Regions from separate parts of the Mus musculus genome. Here all the other regions are linked to region 1. The links are chromatin contacts, called in public HiChIP or PLAC-seq and Micro-C maps. All regions are on one chromosome and are shown on one strand. The core of a region is the stretch at or near the end of the contact, and the rest is flanking DNA. Distances in the headings are between cores, read along the strand shown. Region 1 holds the start of Ckb (creatine kinase, brain). Region 2 holds the start of Hsp90aa1 (heat shock protein 90, alpha (cytosolic), class A member 1). Region 3 holds the start of Adssl1 (adenylosuccinate synthetase like 1). Region 4 holds the start of Wdr20 (WD repeat domain 20). Region 5 holds the start of Cinp (cyclin-dependent kinase 2 interacting protein).

The links. Hi-C and Micro-C count contacts between places; a contact is called where the count stands out from the background. HiChIP or PLAC-seq counts read pairs in DNA pulled down with a chosen protein or histone mark.
Region 2: a Micro-C map of embryonic stem cells shows a contact between it and region 1, with 2.7 times the contacts expected there. The contact joins the promoter of Hsp90aa1 here to the promoter of Ckb in region 1. A contact is called at or near these places in 1 of 39 promoter capture datasets (liver), 2 of 484 Hi-C or Micro-C datasets (both in embryonic stem cells) and 2 of 115 datasets of contacts at active chromatin or transcription factors (microglia and pancreatic cancer cells).
Region 3: a contact with region 1 is called in an H3K27ac HiChIP or PLAC-seq map of embryonic stem cells, with 4 times the contacts expected there. The contact joins the promoter of Adssl1 here to the promoter of Ckb in region 1. A contact is called at or near these places in 3 of 39 promoter capture datasets (the 3T3-L1 cell line, embryonic stem cells and pre-B cells), 1 of 484 Hi-C or Micro-C datasets (cardiomyocytes), 7 of 115 datasets of contacts at active chromatin or transcription factors (embryonic forebrain, embryonic midbrain, embryonic stem cells and 3 more) and 1 of 9 other capture datasets (macrophages).
Region 4: an HNF4G HiChIP or PLAC-seq map of pancreatic cancer cells shows a contact between it and region 1. The contact joins the promoter of Wdr20 here to the promoter of Ckb in region 1. A contact is called at or near these places in 1 of 39 promoter capture datasets (liver) and 1 of 115 datasets of contacts at active chromatin or transcription factors (pancreatic cancer cells).
Region 5: a contact with region 1 is called in a Micro-C map of embryonic stem cells, with 2.8 times the contacts expected there. The contact joins the promoter of Cinp here to the promoter of Ckb in region 1. A contact is called at or near these places in 1 of 39 promoter capture datasets (liver) and 1 of 484 Hi-C or Micro-C datasets (embryonic stem cells).

Annotation. Positions count from the first base shown.
Region 1 is chr12:111,670,828-111,674,172 of GRCm38.p6, reverse strand. It overlaps Ckb (creatine kinase, brain), which reads left to right and starts at 1,835. Exons shown (of 8, transcript NM_021273.4): 1 at 1,835-1,943; 2 at 2,200-2,407; 3 at 2,594-2,748; 4 at 2,826-2,958; 5 at 3,129-3,300. The coding sequence starts at 2,215.
Region 2 is chr12:110,694,864-110,698,208 of GRCm38.p6, reverse strand. Hsp90aa1 (heat shock protein 90, alpha (cytosolic), class A member 1) reads left to right here and starts at 1,814. Exons shown (of 11, transcript NM_010480.5): 1 at 1,814-1,957; 2 at 2,529-2,690; 3 at 2,791-3,157. The coding sequence starts at 2,529.
Region 3 is chr12:112,618,282-112,621,626 of GRCm38.p6, reverse strand. It overlaps Adssl1 (adenylosuccinate synthetase like 1), which reads right to left and starts at 1,580. Exons shown (of 13, transcript NM_007421.2): 1 at 1,317-1,580. The coding sequence starts at 1,508.
Region 4 is chr12:110,736,288-110,739,632 of GRCm38.p6, reverse strand. It overlaps Wdr20 (WD repeat domain 20), which reads right to left and starts at 1,633. Exons shown (of 3, transcript NM_027149.4): 1 at 1,356-1,633. The coding sequence starts at 1,604.
Region 5 is chr12:110,887,459-110,890,803 of GRCm38.p6, reverse strand. Cinp (cyclin-dependent kinase 2 interacting protein) reads left to right here and starts at 1,659. Exons shown (of 5, transcript NM_026048.4): 1 at 1,659-1,738. The coding sequence starts at 1,732. It overlaps Tecpr2 (tectonin beta-propeller repeat containing 2), which reads right to left and starts at 1,540. Exons shown (of 20, transcript NM_001289510.1): 1 at 1,478-1,540.

The DNA.
Region 1 (3,345 bases), core at 586-3,085:
CACGTTCCTTGCATCTAGCACCTCATGTGTGGCTGGAGGCTCAGGGGGAGCAGTCTCCCTCAAAGCCATCTTCAGCTTCTTTTCCTCTGGGGCGTAAGTGTGCCATTAGTTCTCTGAAGCTAGGCTTTGGACTGCAATCCCTCAGAGCAGGATGGAGCATGCCTTTAAGTCCACAAGTGGATAAACAGAGGCAGGCAGAGCTCTGAGACCTGCTTGGTCTACAAAGTGAGTTCCAAGGCTAGAGAGAGAAACTGTCAAAGACAAATGACTGAAGATATTCTGTCAAACATGCAAGGATGAAGGCTTCTCTTGTTCTTGCTTTATTAGCCCAGGAGTGAGTGAGTGGCTGTGAGTGAACATTAAATATGAAAGCACAGATACTGATTTTTTTTTGAGACAGGGCTGTTCTGGACTCTCTTTTTAGAGGAAGGATCTGCCTGAGGGATCTCACAGAGATCTGCTTGTCTCTGCCTTCCTCGTGCTTGGATTGAAAGGGTGTGCTGCAGCTGGACGTGGTGGCCCATGCCTTTAATCCCAGCACTTGTGAGGCAGAGGCAGGCGAATTTCTGAGTTCGAGGCCAGCCTGGTCTACAGAGTGAGTTCCAGGACAGCCAGGGCTACACAGAGAAACCCTGTCTTAAACAAACAAACAAACCAAAAAAGAAAAAGAAAAAAAGAAAGGGTGTGCCGCCACGCAGGACCTCACCTCTCTATTTGTATCAACTGCACCATCTACCACACTTTTCTACCCACGACCATTCCCTAATGAGCATCAGATCGAATCCAAACTTTCTCCCTCTACACGTTTCCTGATCTGTTTGTAGAGAAGGGACACCGTCTTTCTGTAGGCTGCATTCCTAGAAGTGGGAATGCTAGGTCATAGAGCAATTTAAAAATTTTTTAACAAATACTGCCAAATTACTTTCCAGAAAAAGATGAAGCTGCTGGCAGCTGCAGCAGGCAAGGTGCGAACGCCTATCTTCACACATTCCAATTCACACCTGGCACTGGCTGTGGTCAAATTCCAGGTTTCCCCTGTGTGTGTGTGTGGGGGGGGGTGGCACGGGGAGAGAGACTGTTTCAATGTGTTGGATCTGATTAATGAGCTTAATTTTGACTGGTGCTTCCTCCACCCCCAGTTTGCCTGCCGGTGTTGGGGAGTTCTTTGTGGGTGCGGTGGTAGAAACCGGTCCCCCGAGAAAAGGGACAGGAGATGAGAATTTGGAGATTCAAAAACAGTCTCTAGGAACTAAATGTCTTGAATCTTTCAGGGTCTGGGTCCAAGGGTCTTGGCGGTGTTCCTTAGAGCCCGCCCAAGGTCAGAACACCCTGGGTGCTTCCGGGCGGGACCTCAGCCAGACTGCGCCTCTGGTGTTGCACCAAGAACACCCAGGAGATGCCCGCAGGCACCTTGAGGAAGGTCGGCGGCTCTGTGGCTCTTGAGGATATGGCCTGGATGCGGTGTTTGGATGCTGTACCCAATGTTAAAAACCTGGACTCTCACCATGACCCTCTCTACAACGCAGTCGGCCTGAGGAGACAGGGAAGGCAGGAGCCTCAAGTGCCATCTGGCTTCCCAGACTCAGTTTCCTGCCCCCGGCAGTGTGTGTGAAGCAGGTCTAGGATATCTATGGCTCTGGGGTTTCGTCTTAGGGATCCTGTGCGAGCACCACCGGGGTGGCCAAACTGCGCAGCGGGGTCGAGACTTGGGGACCGCTAGGGTGGGCCGCTGGGGGTGTCAAGGGCTGCTGCCTCGGACAAAGCGGCGGCACCACCCCAAAGCGCGGACCAATGGAATGAATGGGCTATAAATAGCCGCCAATGGGAGGCCGGCGACGCGCCCCTTAAGAGCTCAGGGAGCAGCGAGCAGCCGTCGTTCTTCTGCGCTGCGCCAGGAGCTGCAAGCACAGGCATCCATCGCCCCTGCTTCGTCCGGCATCCCGGTGAGCGGGTCCAAGGGCCAGGGGTATAGTCCTGCGGGGCTCTACGCTGTGGGGTGCGGGACCGGGGCATCACGCGCAGCCTCGCTGCCGGGAGCGCTCATCGGACCCGCCCGGGAACTTGGGATGCGCTGGACTCTGACGATGCAGACCTCGCTGACCTTGGTGGCGTCCAGGGAAAGTCTCGGGGGTCCCAAGTGGTTTGCAGGTCCCTGGCGGCCGGTGTTTAAATCTCCTCTGACCCCGCTCTTCCCTGCAGCCCGCTGCCGCCGCCATGCCCTTCTCCAACAGCCATAATACGCAGAAGCTGCGCTTCCCGGCCGAGGATGAGTTCCCTGATCTGAGCAGCCACAACAACCATATGGCCAAGGTGCTGACCCCGGAGCTGTACGCCGAGCTCCGTGCCAAGTGCACGCCGAGCGGCTTTACTTTGGACGACGCCATTCAGACTGGCGTAGACAATCCGGGTATGCACACCCCTGTAGCGTCAGGCTTCCGCCTCCCCAAGAAGCCCCCCGGGCAAGGATCCCACTGCTCTTCCCTGAACCTTCGGTGGGCTGGGGTCCCCTGTTCCCCTCTCCGCGCTTAGCCTTAAGAGCCTCGGCTTGCTCCTGCCTGACGGTGACGTCACTGTCGCCGCGCCCCTCCTCCAGGCCACCCGTACATCATGACTGTGGGTGCAGTGGCGGGCGACGAGGAGAGTTACGACGTATTCAAGGACCTCTTCGACCCCATTATTGAGGAGCGGCACGGCGGCTACCAGCCCAGTGATGAGCACAAGACCGACCTCAACCCAGACAACCTGCAGGTGCGGGGAATCAGGGTCCGGGCGTGCTGGGGAGAGGGGTCTCGGCGCTCACTCTAGCCACCACCTTGTATTCCCAGGGTGGCGATGACCTGGACCCCAACTACGTGCTGAGCTCGCGAGTGCGCACAGGCCGCAGCATCCGCGGCTTCTGTCTCCCCCCGCACTGCAGCCGCGGGGAGCGCCGCGCCATCGAGAAGCTGGCAGTAGAAGGTAGGGGTCGGGTAACAGCCTCCAGAGCTGCTGCGCTCTTCTCTGCGCGCGCGTTCCCACTGGGGACTGAGGGTCGAAGACCCACCTTCGCCCGCGGGGACACACTGCTGCAGGCGGGGCGGCGGGCTTGCTCGCCCGCCCACCCTGTCCTTGAACTCTGCACTCCGCAGCTCTGTCCAGCCTAGATGGCGACCTGTCTGGCAGGTACTACGCGCTCAAGAGCATGACTGAGGCGGAGCAGCAGCAGCTCATTGACGACCACTTCCTCTTCGATAAGCCTGTGTCGCCTCTGCTGCTGGCCTCCGGCATGGCCCGGGACTGGCCGGATGCTCGTGGCATATGGTACGAGCCCCCCCCCCCCCCCAGTCCCTAGAAGGTGGGGCCTGC
Region 2 (3,345 bases), core at 565-3,064, 980 kb after region 1:
TCTGCATAGCAAGGGGTTGCAAAATGTGATCCTGTATAAAAAAAGCTAATACCTCAAAAAAGAAAACTGTTTCTACTTAATGCCCCCACTCAGTTCAGAGAGGGGGGCCAGAGGTCTTTCCTCAGCTGCTGGGAAAGGGCCTCGTTCCCTGGAGGGAGGGCGAGATGGAGATGGGTGACTTTCTTCCTCTCCCAGAGGAAATTGCCTGCTGTGTTTTTGTCCACAGAGCACATTCTTTCTTCTTTCTTCCCCCCAACTCCCCCAGACAGGGTTTCCCTGGTTGTCCTGGAACTCACCCTGTAGACCAGGCTGTCATCAAACTCAGAAATCCACCTGCCTCTGACTCCCTCCCGAGTGCTTGGATTAAAAAGGCTTATGCCACCACTGCCTGGCTTCCTCTTTCCCGGCTTCTTTTCTTTCTAAGCTTTTATTTATTATTTTATGTGTATTGGTGTTTTGCCTACATGTATGTTTGTGTGAAGGTGTCAGATATTGGAGTTATGGACAGCTGTGAGCTGCCTTGTGGGTGTTGGGAATTGAACCTGGGTCCTCTGGAAGACCAGTCCATGCTTTTAACCACTGAGCTATCTCTCCAGCCCTTTTCTTTCTAATCTTAGTAATCGTTTTGTCAGCAGGAAAAGATGCGGAAATAGGAAATACAGGGTGGGAGTAACCCAAAGGAAAGGTATGGGGAGTGAAACCGAAGCCTATATTAAAGATAAACAAACAAGGAAACTATCTTTTGGGTCACGTTAATCGCCCAAAGTAACTTCGTATGTACACCATATGAAGGTGCTTCAAAAATCAGGATAGAGTGTTTTATATGACCATTTTTTGACTGCGTGTGCCTGTGCACCATGTGTGTTCCTGGTGCCCGTGGAGGCCAGAGAGGATAGTTTATTTCCAAGAACTGTAGTAACTGGTGGTTGTGAGCTGCCTTAACGTGCGTGTTTGGCACCACTAACTGCTCCCAGCCATCTCTCTAGTCCTTTACACTTATTTTCACACTGTGCGAGTGTGTGTGTGTATGGGCACGTGGGAGACACAGCGCTGAAGGCTAGCTTTTTTTCCCACGCTCTGGGTGGCAGATATCAAACCCAAGCACCTTTACTGGAAGAGCCATCTTTCCAGCCCCAAAATTACAGTAAATTAAGGTAGCACAAATTTGATACAAAATCCCTCACAACGCCCAATTTGAGGGTCATAGCTTTTGGTCAAAGAGAAATCCCCAAGCACTCTGGACGGATTTGTAAGACCCACCGTGTAAGGTCTCTCAGTAAGCCCACTGTAAGGCTTCAGAACACACTCCAGCGGGGTCAGCCCTGAAATTCAGACTACGCAACCAGAACCCCAGTCCGGGAGGCGCCCCACCCATCAAGGTGGAAGCCAGGGGGGGGGCGGGACTCGCCTCCTGCGGGGTCCGCGTTCCCAAAGGGAGCCCGAAGGGGGACCTTTTGCCTGCAAGGACCTAAAGCGCCGCAGAGGACCGCGAGGTTCACACAACACGCGCGCGTTCCCATGGGGACGTCCCTTTTACAGAGCGCCGGGGAAAAGAAGCCTTAGACCACAGGGCTCACATGGAGGCTTCAGGCGCATGCGCTGGCCGGCCCGTCCGCGCGCGCGCGTGCGGCCCGGGAAGGCGCCCGGCCCGCCGAGCGTTCCGGACTGCGCATGTGCAGAGCACCTGGCTGTGGAGGAGGGGCTTGCGTTCGTTCTCCGCGCGGGTTCGGCGCGCTCCAGGTGGAGGGGCGGGGCCCGTCCATTGCGCAGGCGCGGGCGCGCGGCCGAGGCGACGGTTGGGGAGGGTTCTTCCGGAAGGTTCCGGAGGCTTCTGGAAAGAAGCGCCGCGCGCTGGGCGGGCCCGCCTCTATATAAGGCCGGCGCAGGGGGCGGCGCGCCAGTTGCTTCAGTGTCCTGGTGCGGAGCGTCACGTCTCGTGCGTGTTCATTCAGCCACGGTGAGTGATGGCGCAGGCGGACTTAGCGGGGGCTTGGGGAGCAGGGCCGTAGGTTGCTGGCGCCGCGGCGGCAGCGGGGCCACCATCCGAGTTCCCTCAGCCCGCGGAGGTGGGCGGCCATGGCTTCCGACCCTAGGCCCCAGGCGGGCCTCATATCTACGCCCCAGGCCGGGGATGCGGCAATGGCCGCCGAGGAGGAGCGGTGGCGGCGGCGAGGCGGGCGCGGGGCGAGCGAAGCGAGGGTTGGGCTGTCGCCGGTGCCGCCGAGGCGCGGGCGGGCGAGGGAGGCGCCATAGCGGCGGGTTGGGGGAGGGTGGCCGTTAGGAACGGCGTGCGTGGAGCCGCCCGGGTCCGAACGTCCTCCCGGAGGCGCGCACATGCGCTTCGTAATTACCGCATTCTGAAATGAGGTCATCCCTTTGTCATCCACCCCCCGCCCCGTCGCCCTTTTCTATTTCGTCCCTTTCTTAGTCCAAAATAGAGTCGGTAAGAGACCTCTATAGAGGAGGGGCGGTCGTTAGCACGCCTGCAGCCATTCTGTGAGGCTTTAGAGTCGTCCTCTGTGTTCCAGATGCCTGAGGAAACCCAGACCCAAGACCAACCAATGGAGGAGGAGGAGGTCGAGACCTTTGCCTTTCAGGCAGAAATTGCCCAGTTAATGTCCTTGATCATCAATACCTTCTACTCGAACAAAGAGATCTTTCTGAGGGAGCTCATCTCCAATTCATCGGACGTGAGTATACCACTTGGAGGATTGGACGTTGCTTTCCCTGAAAATTTCACCTTGGGGTTTGCGCTTGACGGTTTTTTCATTTTTAATCTTTTCTTAATAGGCTCTGGATAAAATCCGTTACGAGAGCCTGACGGACCCCAGTAAACTGGACTCGGGGAAGGAGCTGCACATCAATCTCATTCCCAGCAAACAGGACCGAACCCTGACCATTGTGGATACCGGGATTGGAATGACCAAGGCCGACTTGATCAATAACCTTGGCACCATTGCCAAGTCGGGCACCAAAGCCTTCATGGAGGCTTTGCAGGCTGGTGCAGATATCTCTATGATTGGCCAGTTTGGTGTTGGTTTTTACTCTGCCTATTTGGTTGCTGAGAAAGTGACTGTCATCACGAAGCATAACGACGATGAGCAGTATGCCTGGGAGTCCTCAGCTGGGGGATCCTTCACAGTGAGGACTGACACAGGTAGGCATAGGCCAAAAGGAATGTATTCAATTGTAGGGGGTGTCTGGTTAACTTCAGTAAGTGCTTGAGAGGGTTAACTTGGAGAGTTGAAGAGTTAAAGAGCAGTCTGGCATACATAGCCTTAGTGCTAAGTCCTGAGCTTTTCAACAAAATTGTTAATCTAAAGGGAGCTTCAGGACCTGGGCTAG
Region 3 (3,345 bases), core at 331-2,830, 950 kb before region 1:
CTCATCTTCACCCAGAACTGTGTCCGCAGAAGGAGACGGAGCCTGGGACCATCGAGGCTCACCCCTGACAGTGCTGACCAAACCCAGCAAGTTGTGTGGAAAGACTGTAGGCGCCACAGGAGCAAACGGCTCTGAGGAAGGGTGGGGGCTTTGGTGCTGGGTCGCTGGAGAGCAGGACTCCAGACCGCTGGGAGTAAATCCCAGTTACATACACATAGCTGGACAATGCATGCAAGGTGTAGGGCTTAGGAGGCCCAAGGTCTGTCCTTAGGACCTAGAGACTTCAAGGGAGAGGGGTGAACAGGGTGAGAGAGCAGGGTAGCTCCTCATTCTTAAGAGAGTTTCCAGAAATCCTCATCCCCAGCTGGGCAAATGTGGCCCAGGGAACCAAGCTATGCCTCCGGAGGCCTCCTAGGAGTCCTCGGGAACTCAGCAAGAAAGCCACAGAACCAGGGAGACAGAACTCCAGCAGGTGTTCCCACCTTCATTTGGGTCAGCAGCCATAAGTGTGGCTCCAAACCCAGTATCACAGAGTATCTTCCCTCAAACCGAGCCCTCTGTGCTGAGGATGGCACCGCAGAGGCAGTGTGGCTGTTAGCTGCAGCTCAACACCACAGAGACTTAAGGAGAGCAGGCAGCTAGCCCTAGGAGAGTACCCACCCGCTGTCCAGAGTCAGTCAGAACAAATGTGGGTGCTCAGAGCACTTTGCAGCTGGCCAAGGGCACAAAGACTGTCTCTGGCCTTCTCTGAGCACTACCAGCCACCGGGTCACACCCTGCCCGGGAAATCTGTGACTCCTCCTTTCTCCATGTCAGCCAGACCCCTTTGAACTCTGCTTTAGGCTCCTGACCCTGCGTTCCTCTAGGTTAGAAACCTATCTTCATCCTGTCTCTGCCTGGCTGACTCGCCGAGGACACCCCCCTTCTCAGAAAGCAGCTCTCACCCTTTGCTGCATCTTAGGGTACCTCGACCCACCCCGTTGGGGCTTTCCCCACTGGAGGGCCCACCATCACCGCCCTGGAACGCCCTACCCCTGAGGATCCCATGTCCTCAACTCAGCGACTTATATTTTTAGCTCGGGCTCCTGCCATTGCCCTGGGGAGGAGGTGGGTGGGTGGTGGGAGGCCAAGAGCTTTGTGTGAGAGGGTGTGTGTGGGAAGGAGGACTTAGGCAGTGGGGAAGGTACTCCTGGGAGGGAGGAATCCAAAAGGCTGTGACCCACTCAGGGCACAGGAGGAAGGGGTTCGTCCGGATCCCGGGGAAGGGGAGAGGCTCGCTGGGCAGGTTAGGGAGGGACTCGGCGCCTGGCCCGCACCTGGCAGCGACTGACGATGTCGGCGTCCGTGGCCAGCAGGTCCACCACCTTGCCTTTGCCCTCGTCCCCCCACTGCGCGCCCAGCACCACGGTCACGCGGGAGCCTGTCGCCGCCGCCTCCTGCTGCAGCCGCCCCCTCTTGACTCCGCCTGTGCCGGGGGGCCGGTCGTTGGAGGCTCGGGTCCCGGACATGCTGGCTTAGCTCCTCTGCTGCTCTGGGCCAAGCGAGAGCCCGCCGCCGCCAGAGCTCTCGCTCCATTAAATGCGGACGCCTAGAGAGGGGGGCGGGCCGGGGGCGGGTCCTGCGCACGCGGTGACGCACCTCGGTGACCTGCGGCCACAGCTCCCTGTCCCTGCCGCTGTCGCTGCAGATGGCGCGCACTTAGGGTGCTAGACGCCCCGACACGACTTGGGCAAGCAGATGACTCAGAACACCCTAGGACGTGAGAGGTGCCAGTGCTGCACGACCCGGACTCTACCCCTGCCCACTGGCCTGCTAGGACTAGGGTTTGGGGTTGCACAAACAGCGGAGGAGGCTGCTTTTTCCGGGGCAAGAGAGCGGTTAACAAAAGCAGAACCACAGATGTTTCTTTGCCGTTAATCTGGAGGATCTGCCTGCGGGATCACCTGTTTTCCCGTCTTGAACCTCGAGTCCAGGACCAGGAACGGTTCTCCTGAGAGCCGCCCAGAAAGTCACCTTAACTAAGACGATCTCTCTCCACCAGGCCACATAGTCACCCCTGCTGGCCCAGGATATGCAGCTCTTGGGTGGCTGTAGCTAGCTACTAGCCCAGCGCCAAGTGTAAGATGAAGTACCCACATCCGCTCGGGGTCAGAGCAACTTGAGGGACACAGGAGCAGAGGAGGATTCAACTTTCCAAGAGACCTCGGGGTCGATGGTTTCTGCCACTCAGTCCAGACTGGAAACAGGGACAAGGGAAAGTCCTGAGGCTGGGAGGCCTGTGTGGCATGCTCCCCCCAGCCCCCCACTGGTGCGTGTCCTTCCAGGGTGTGCTAACTGACCCCTGGGACAGGTTCACAGAGCAGTCAGGCTCCTAGTTGTCCTGGGGGCAGTTCGCAGGACTGTCACAAGACCAGTGAGACTAGACACACCCTCTGGGGGACTGACACCCCCCCTCCCCCAGCTTGGGGAAGAGAGGCTATTCCCAGTCAGCCTCAGCCACACTGCTGCTACCCTCCCTGGCTGTGCAGGTCATGGTGGTCTGTGTCTTCTGTTTCACATAGGGACATAGACACTCTCTTCAGTTGCTATGGCTGAAGCAGTCAGGGCCTCGGATCTGGACACTACTTCTTAGAAGAGCCTTACAGTCTTTGTGTGCAGATTACAATATCCTTCTCTACCTCACTCAGTGCCACAGTGGGGAGGGGGCAAGCGAGTAGACGTGGCATCTAGAGTTAGTGGTTCAGGCCAAGATCTCCTGAGCAGTGGCTGGGACAGGCAGAAATCCCTGATAAGGTCTTTCAGGAAGGTGTGCTCAGAAGGCAAAGCAGGCAGAGAAGGCTGATGCAGGAACGGAGACAAGGGGTAAACAGGAGAATATGGGGGGGGTTGTCACAGGAGGAAGGGTAGGGGGCACAGCAGCTTCTGAGGACTGAGGGAGGAGAGAGGCTGGCAGAATGTTACACAGGTCAATGAACTTTTTCTCCAGGTGAGAAAGATTATGCTTTAAGAATGCCAGTGTTGAATGTCACTTTGGTCAGGTCACTTTAATGCTTGCCCTTGTCCCCTTGGGAGGTGTTGCTGCAAGCCTGAAAGGAATCCTGGCTCCCTTTCCTGGGGGGAACCAGGGGTTCTTGGTGAGAGGTATTTAGGGTTCAGAGGGACCTACTATGGGGGCTTAGACGGGTCCTGGGCACTGAGGCTTCTAAGCCTGAGACTATAAATAGCCAAGGGCCCACATAGAACGGGGAGGGCTTTTCTAAAAACAGCTTCACTCAGGCTCAACAGCTGGGACCCTGCCAGTCACAAGGCTCAGCCGGAATTAGCACCCCCACCCCCTCAGTGAGC
Region 4 (3,345 bases), core at 384-2,883, 930 kb after region 1:
CCAGCAGTGAGTCAGTAACAGGGTTGGGAACTGCACTAAAACTTCAGTTCCTACTCTTCAAACCACTGGATACTTTCCCAACCCCGAGAGAGGAGAGTCAACCAGCTATTTCCAAACGCTTCGGGAGTTCACTGACAAGAATAAAGACAAGTCAGAAGATTCACCTTGGACCAAAGAAACAAGCTTACGTTTGCACACCATCATTCCTTCCCTTGTCCTCCTAACCGTACAGTGCAACATAAACAGCAGCTGACTTTGGATATAGCCATCCCTGGGAACACGTCCTCTTCAATATGGACAACGTACTTTCCCACTAACTGAACATTTATAAGTGAATCTTCCATCACCTTGTCACATTCCGTTGGAGGTGCTATGGAGTGCATACATTTCCTTACTCTCTCAATGGTCAAAAGTTAAAATAAGCAATTCTTGCCAGTGACCAAAAAATAAAAAAATAAAATAAAATAAAAGCGCCAATAAATTGCTGCTTTTAACGAGACATTTTAAAACTCGATTGCATGCGTCACAGAATTACTGTTAAGTTCTTGGCTGGTTACTTTAAAGTAGCATTTAAGGCCTATCCCTCCCTGTTTGGGACATAGCCTGACTCGTTAGACAAGATAAATCTAGGCACGCTCACACACAACACCTCTGAAGCAACTTAGCCTATTTGAAAACATAATTCCAACCTCCCTAGTCTTGAGTACTCAGCCCTCTTACACTGCAAGGGACAGAATGACCCTCTTCAAAAACCTTTCGGGAGACGGTTCCCTCCGCGGAGACAATGACAGGCGACCTCCCGGAAAGGTTTTTGGAAACAGTGCTGACACCAGGAGAAGTGTCAGTGCGGCAGCAGGTGGAGTAGCCCTGCGTGCCGAGCAGGTCCTTTCTGACCTAGTCTCCAAGTCCTCCGCCTCCCTGTCCCGGTTCCGCCTTACGGACCTTTCCAAGCCGCCTCGCGTCCCGGTTCTCTCACCCAGGGCAGGACTCTCGAGCCTCCCGGGAAGCGAGGCCACCTAAAACGGCCGCCGCACCTCTTCCGGGGACTCGCAGGCCCGCTCCCGGGCGGGATCGGAACCTGACAGACCCCGCCGGGGGAGGAGGCGACCGGCTACTCCCGGGGCATCTCCGCGACCCGGCTCCAGAGCCCCCTCCTCCCCTAGGAGGCAGCGCTGCCGCCGGCGCCTCACTCCCGAAGCCCCCTCTCCTCCGGAGCACCTCAGCGGAGTTACCGGCCCACTCAAAAGTACAAGTGCCGGCCGCCCCCACCGGTCACCCCGGCCTCGCTGTCACCGCCCAGCTCCCGGCCTCGGCCCGCGCCGCCGGCGCGCCCCCGGTGACGCCCGGGTCGGTACCTTGCGGACCCCCTTGTAGATATAGAAGTAGAGCTCCCGGCCCACATTGAAGCAGAGGCGGTCGCCGTTGCCAGACTGGTCGTTGAGGTTTACGAAGGAGACGCGGACAGGGTTGGATCCCTGCGAGTTGAAGGGCACCCGGTTGGGCCGGCTGTACTCCGAGTGCTGCAGCAGCTTGTACAGACCTTCCCGGGTGGTGAATTGGGTCTTAATCTCGTTCATCTCCTTCCCTCCTCCCTCCGTCGCCATCTTGGAAAGCAGCGTTCATCCTGCCCTAAGTGCCCGGATCACGCCCACCGCGCAGGCGCCGTCCTCGGCCGCTCGCTTTCTCCACTCCCCACCCCCTTCTCCGCGGCCCCGCCCACTGGCGAGCCAGCCCCCACGAAGGCGGGCCGAAGCGAAGGGGGCGGGCTAGTTTTTAATGGTCCAACTGCGCACGCGCGCTCACCTGGCGCGCTCCACCCGGAGGGGCGTGCGCAAGCTCCTCCCCTGGGTGCCGCCCTCCTGGTGCGGGTCGAAGCGAGCGCGCTGAGCGTTGGTGCGGGGCTCCTGTCTCGCTCTGCAGCTTCGCTGAGGGACCCGATCCCTAAGAGACGCCACCGCGTTGGCCTTGGCCAGCTGGTGGTCCCGGCAGAGCCTGAGGCGAGCAGTGAAGTCCGGTGTTTGGACGTGTATGTCCCAGCTGTCCGCGATCCTCCCTGGGAAGCTAGGGAGGACTCCGACGGTCCGCTTGGGTGCGGGGTACCGATGCCTGGTGACAAGCCCCTCTACGTCTCACAGAAGATATCGATGGATTGGGCTTTATTACAGCTCAGGGTTTGGTTTGGTTTGGTTTGGTTGGGTTGGGTTGGGTTTTGTAGGCGGGGTGGGAAGAACCGCATGAATGTACAGGACTTGTGTTTTCAAGTCTCACCTGAAACCTTCCTGGTGAGCATTGGCTTGTTCTTGAGAAAGTAGGTTCTGTCGGAACTTCTGTCTCCTGTGCCTCTTAATAAAGGTTAAGCTAATTGATTTTCTTAAAGCCTCAAACGGAACCTGAAGTTGTTTGCCAGGAGAACCATCGAGTTGTGCTGAATATCCTGTACAAAGTATTAGGTGAAGGCAAGCGCACACATTAAAGTAGGACCTAACAGTCACCATTTGATGCTTCGATTTCTGGGTGTGTGCACTGGAATACAAAGGCTTCTAAAGTGATAAACGTTAAAATAGAATTCTAGAGCGGAGAAAATGTTACACGAAGAATGACCTATCCCTGAGAAATCCTGTCTGTAGAGCGAGCCCAGTACACTGTGGGCACCTGTGCTTCCAGACAGAAGGAATGCCTGAGCCCGGAGCTGGGAGGCTGCTACCCGAGCCCACAGACCGAGACTCCAACCTCACAAAAATTAATTGTACACAAGGGGGAGTGTTCTAAAGAAGTATAAATCATAGCCATTTTATGTAGTGGGAAGCAAGTACAGACACAGTAGAAACTGTGCCAGTGATGTAATAAGGCATTTGACTAACATCCTGTAGAACTGGCAAAAGAAAAAAAAAAAAGCACTACAGTAAATCCTTTTTTTGTTGTTTTTGTTTTTGATACTGTATTTCACTAAATAGCCCTGGCTGTCCTGGAACTCAACCAGAGATTAGGCTCCAACTCAGAAATCCATCTGTCTTTAACTACCAAGTGCTGGGCTTAATGGCATGAACCACACACCCAGCTTTAAAATCCTTTTTTTTTTTTTTTTTTGGTGGTTTTTTTTTTTTTCTTTTGGTGTTTTTTTGAGTTCTGGATCAAAGGCATGTGCCACCATCACCTGACTTTAAAAGTCTTCTTAATACATCCCTAGAATGCACTTTAAATTTCATTTTGTTGTTATTTGTCTTTTCCTATGAATGCAAATTTGTCTTTTCCATAAAATGCAAATATGGATCACAACTCTTAAAAATACTAGGGGGTGTTCAGTGGATAATCCCAAGCTCCCATAGCTATGCTATTTTGTACCAA
Region 5 (3,345 bases), core at 410-2,909, 780 kb after region 1:
CACAGGGTATCCCTTCCAGAGGACCAGAGTTCAATTCCCAGCACCCACATGGCAGCTAACTTCCAGGGCATCTGATACCCTCTTCTGACCTCAGTAGGCACTTCACACACGTGGGTACACAAAAACACATGGAGGCAAGACATCCATTCACATAAAACACGATTTTTAAAAGTTACGGGGTGGGGGGGGGGAGTGAACCCCTGAAGGACTTTATTTCATTTTACCCATCCATGATTCCCAAACCAGACGGGATTCTCAGGTTTGAAATCTCAAGAGCTAGACTCCAACCTTCCTGAGGGAGTGACTAGGTGTGAAGTGTAAGCATACACCCCTAGGGCCTGGCCCAGCAACTGGCATGAGGGAAGTCTAGTAAACACTCAATGAATGAACAAACACGGGCTGTAAGTCAGGTTGCAAAAACAAACAAAATGATCACAGGTATATCAGCATTACAGCTGGGTGCGAGTAGGTACAAAAAGTGTAACAGCTTCGAAGACAAGGACTCTCTGGCGATAAGAGACTAGAGCAACTTCATACCTAGGACCTGATTTCCCACAACTCCCTGCTCCAAAAGTTTTCAAAACCTTGGCTGCAAATGATCATTCCAGTCAACGACAAAACGATACACCTCACATGCTGCCAACAAATGGAACAGAAAAATACCTGAATATCGGTGAGAAAGAAAGGAAGCACAAAGGGTAGGAAAGAAAAGTAAAGACGGAGATGGAAAGAAATGGGAAACCAGAGACTTAAGGGACTAGAGGAAAAAGCAGCGAAGCCCACAGAGCCGTGTGGGTGACAGCAGAGACTAACCTTGATCATATTCAGTCAGACCCTGGACGGTCGGCTGTGCATGCATGCACTGACCCATTTAATCCTCCACTATCCCAAGATAAAAACTTATCATTTTACGGATGACGAAACTGAAGCTAGGAAGTTGACACTTGCTCCAGTAAACGGGTAGGAAGGGGAAGCGCAATGACCTGACCCCGAGTCTGACCCAGGGTCACCCCATTCACTGTCCATTCCGCCTCGGGGGCCACACCGGGAGGCATTCGGTATCCATTTAACCAACCCTTACTCAACTCCTACTGGGCGGCCAAGCCAGCGGCAATGTAAGGGATCCAGCTGAGGATCGGGGGGACAGAACAGAACGCAATGTCAATCTCCAGGCTGAGGAGCCTGGAGCCGGCCGCGAGAGGGATGCAGGGTGGGGCAGGAGGGGAGGAGCGAGGGGAGCCGGGACGCCAGGGCGGCCCGGGGCGGTGTGCGAACGCTGCGACGCCCGGTGCTCTGCACAGACTCCGGCTGACAGATGCGCCGCGTGCGGCGGCTGCCAGGGGGACGGCGACGCGGCTGTGGAGACGCTGAGGGGCTGAGACAGGGGAAGGCGGCTCTGCCAGGGGGAGGAAAGGCGAGGGGCGGCGTCGGGGACGTCGGAGGCGTCCGGCACCCGCCCGCGCGCTCCCGAACTCACCTCCCGCGGCAGCCCCTCAGGACACCTCAGCCCCGCCAACCCGGAGGAGGCGGGATGGACTCCGGGCCGCAGGGGCTGCTGGGAGCCTGTTGCCTAGGCAACGGGTTAGGCCTCAGAGAGTAGCAGTGACTCCGCGGAGGGCTAGAGCGGCAGAGCCACAAGTGTGGGCGGGCCCAAGGACGGAAGTGACGTCACTTCCTCAGTTCGCAGGCGGGTTTTTGGGTCTTCTCAGGAATCTACCTGTGGGCCGCCGCATGGAAGGTGCGTGACAGTGCTGTGTTTCCCTAGTTGTGGGGGCTGCAGGTCGTGGACGTGGTCATGAGGGGTGGGAGGGTGGGTGGGGGAGGTCATGAGTCCGCGCGCGACGTGACATGCAGGGCGCGCCTGGACCTCGTGGGCTGCCGGGAGCCTTGTTCATTACGGTGTGAGTGTCGTCTGAGTGCGGTGATGTGCGTGAAGTGTCAGTGGTGTGACGCTCAGAGCATCCCTGAGCACATTGGAGCCAAGCCTGACGTGCCAGCCCCTCGGAGAACCCTTCCCTAAACTCCGGCATTCAGTAAGACGGGCCGTGGAGCTTGCAGTGTGTAATAAAGGCTGTCTCTGTCGGTTCGTGTCGCATGGGTCAGTGCGTTAGCGTATGGCTTGCTGAGTCCCGTTTTGCTTTGGTAGCTTACAAGAGGTAAGCAGCTAAACTGCTGTGCCTCTCTCTCTACCAGCTGCCCTGCGACTCACATTACTGACATCTCCCCATTTGTCTCTGAGTGTCTAGAAGTCAGAGCTGTGCTTTTGGTTCCTAAGTGGGTCCGGCAAACTTAGTCAGCCGTGATCCTCACCCTTAGGGACCCCTACCGAAGAAGGACGAATGTAATGCAGGAGGTGAGAGCAGTTCCTCCATGGAGCCCGTTTGATTCTCAATCAGCTGTGTGTGCAAGTTATGGGAGGGAACAAGACATAACTCCTACTGTGGTTGAACTCAGTCCTGCGGAGAAAATAGAATTAAGAAATAGAAGAAATTGACTCACTAGGGGATGTGATGACAGCCAACGAATAGGAGATAATATGTCTACTGCAGTGACTCGTAATGCAACCAGGGGTGGAAGTGGGGGCGGCGGCGGCGGGGGTTGGGGGGGGAGAGTCCAGGAAGACTTCTTGATGGAAATAACTGTTCAACTTGCTTCCTGTTGCCATGGTAAAATACCGTCACCAAAAAGCATCTTGGGAAGGAAAGGGTTTATTTGTCTTACCCTTCCAGGTCCCAATCCATCTATGAAGGAACTCGGTAGGAACCCAAGCAGAACCAGAGGCAGGAGCCATGAAGAATAGCTGCTTACTGGCTTGCTTTTTCCTAGGATTTTCTTCTCCGTGTATAATACCTACATTTATGTAAACGTACCATGTGTCAGCTGTATCCACAGGGGCCAGAAGAGGACATGGTATCTTCTGGAATAGGAATCTCAGCTGATTGTAAGCCTCTTTTGGGTGCTAGGTCCGCAGAGCCATCTCCAGCCCCTCAGATCGTTTCTTACACAGCCCAGGACCAATTGCCCAAGGGCTGCGGCACCACAGAGAGTTAGGCCCTTGTACATCATTCACCATGCAGACATCCTCACGAACAGTTGTTACACTGTGGTTCTCTCTTCCCAGGTTGACCAAGTTAACCACAAAAGTAACCAGGACAATGACTTCCCTTTTTGCATTTAACTATTGCAAATATATTTATTGCAACTTACAGATAAGTTAGCAATTATATACAAGTAGAATTTTAGCTATAAATTCTGGTTGCGTTTAAATTTGGAAGTCAGAAGAAGAGAGTCTCAAAATAGTATAGTCTCCTAAAGAAGGTTTTGTTAAATTACAGAAAAATAAAA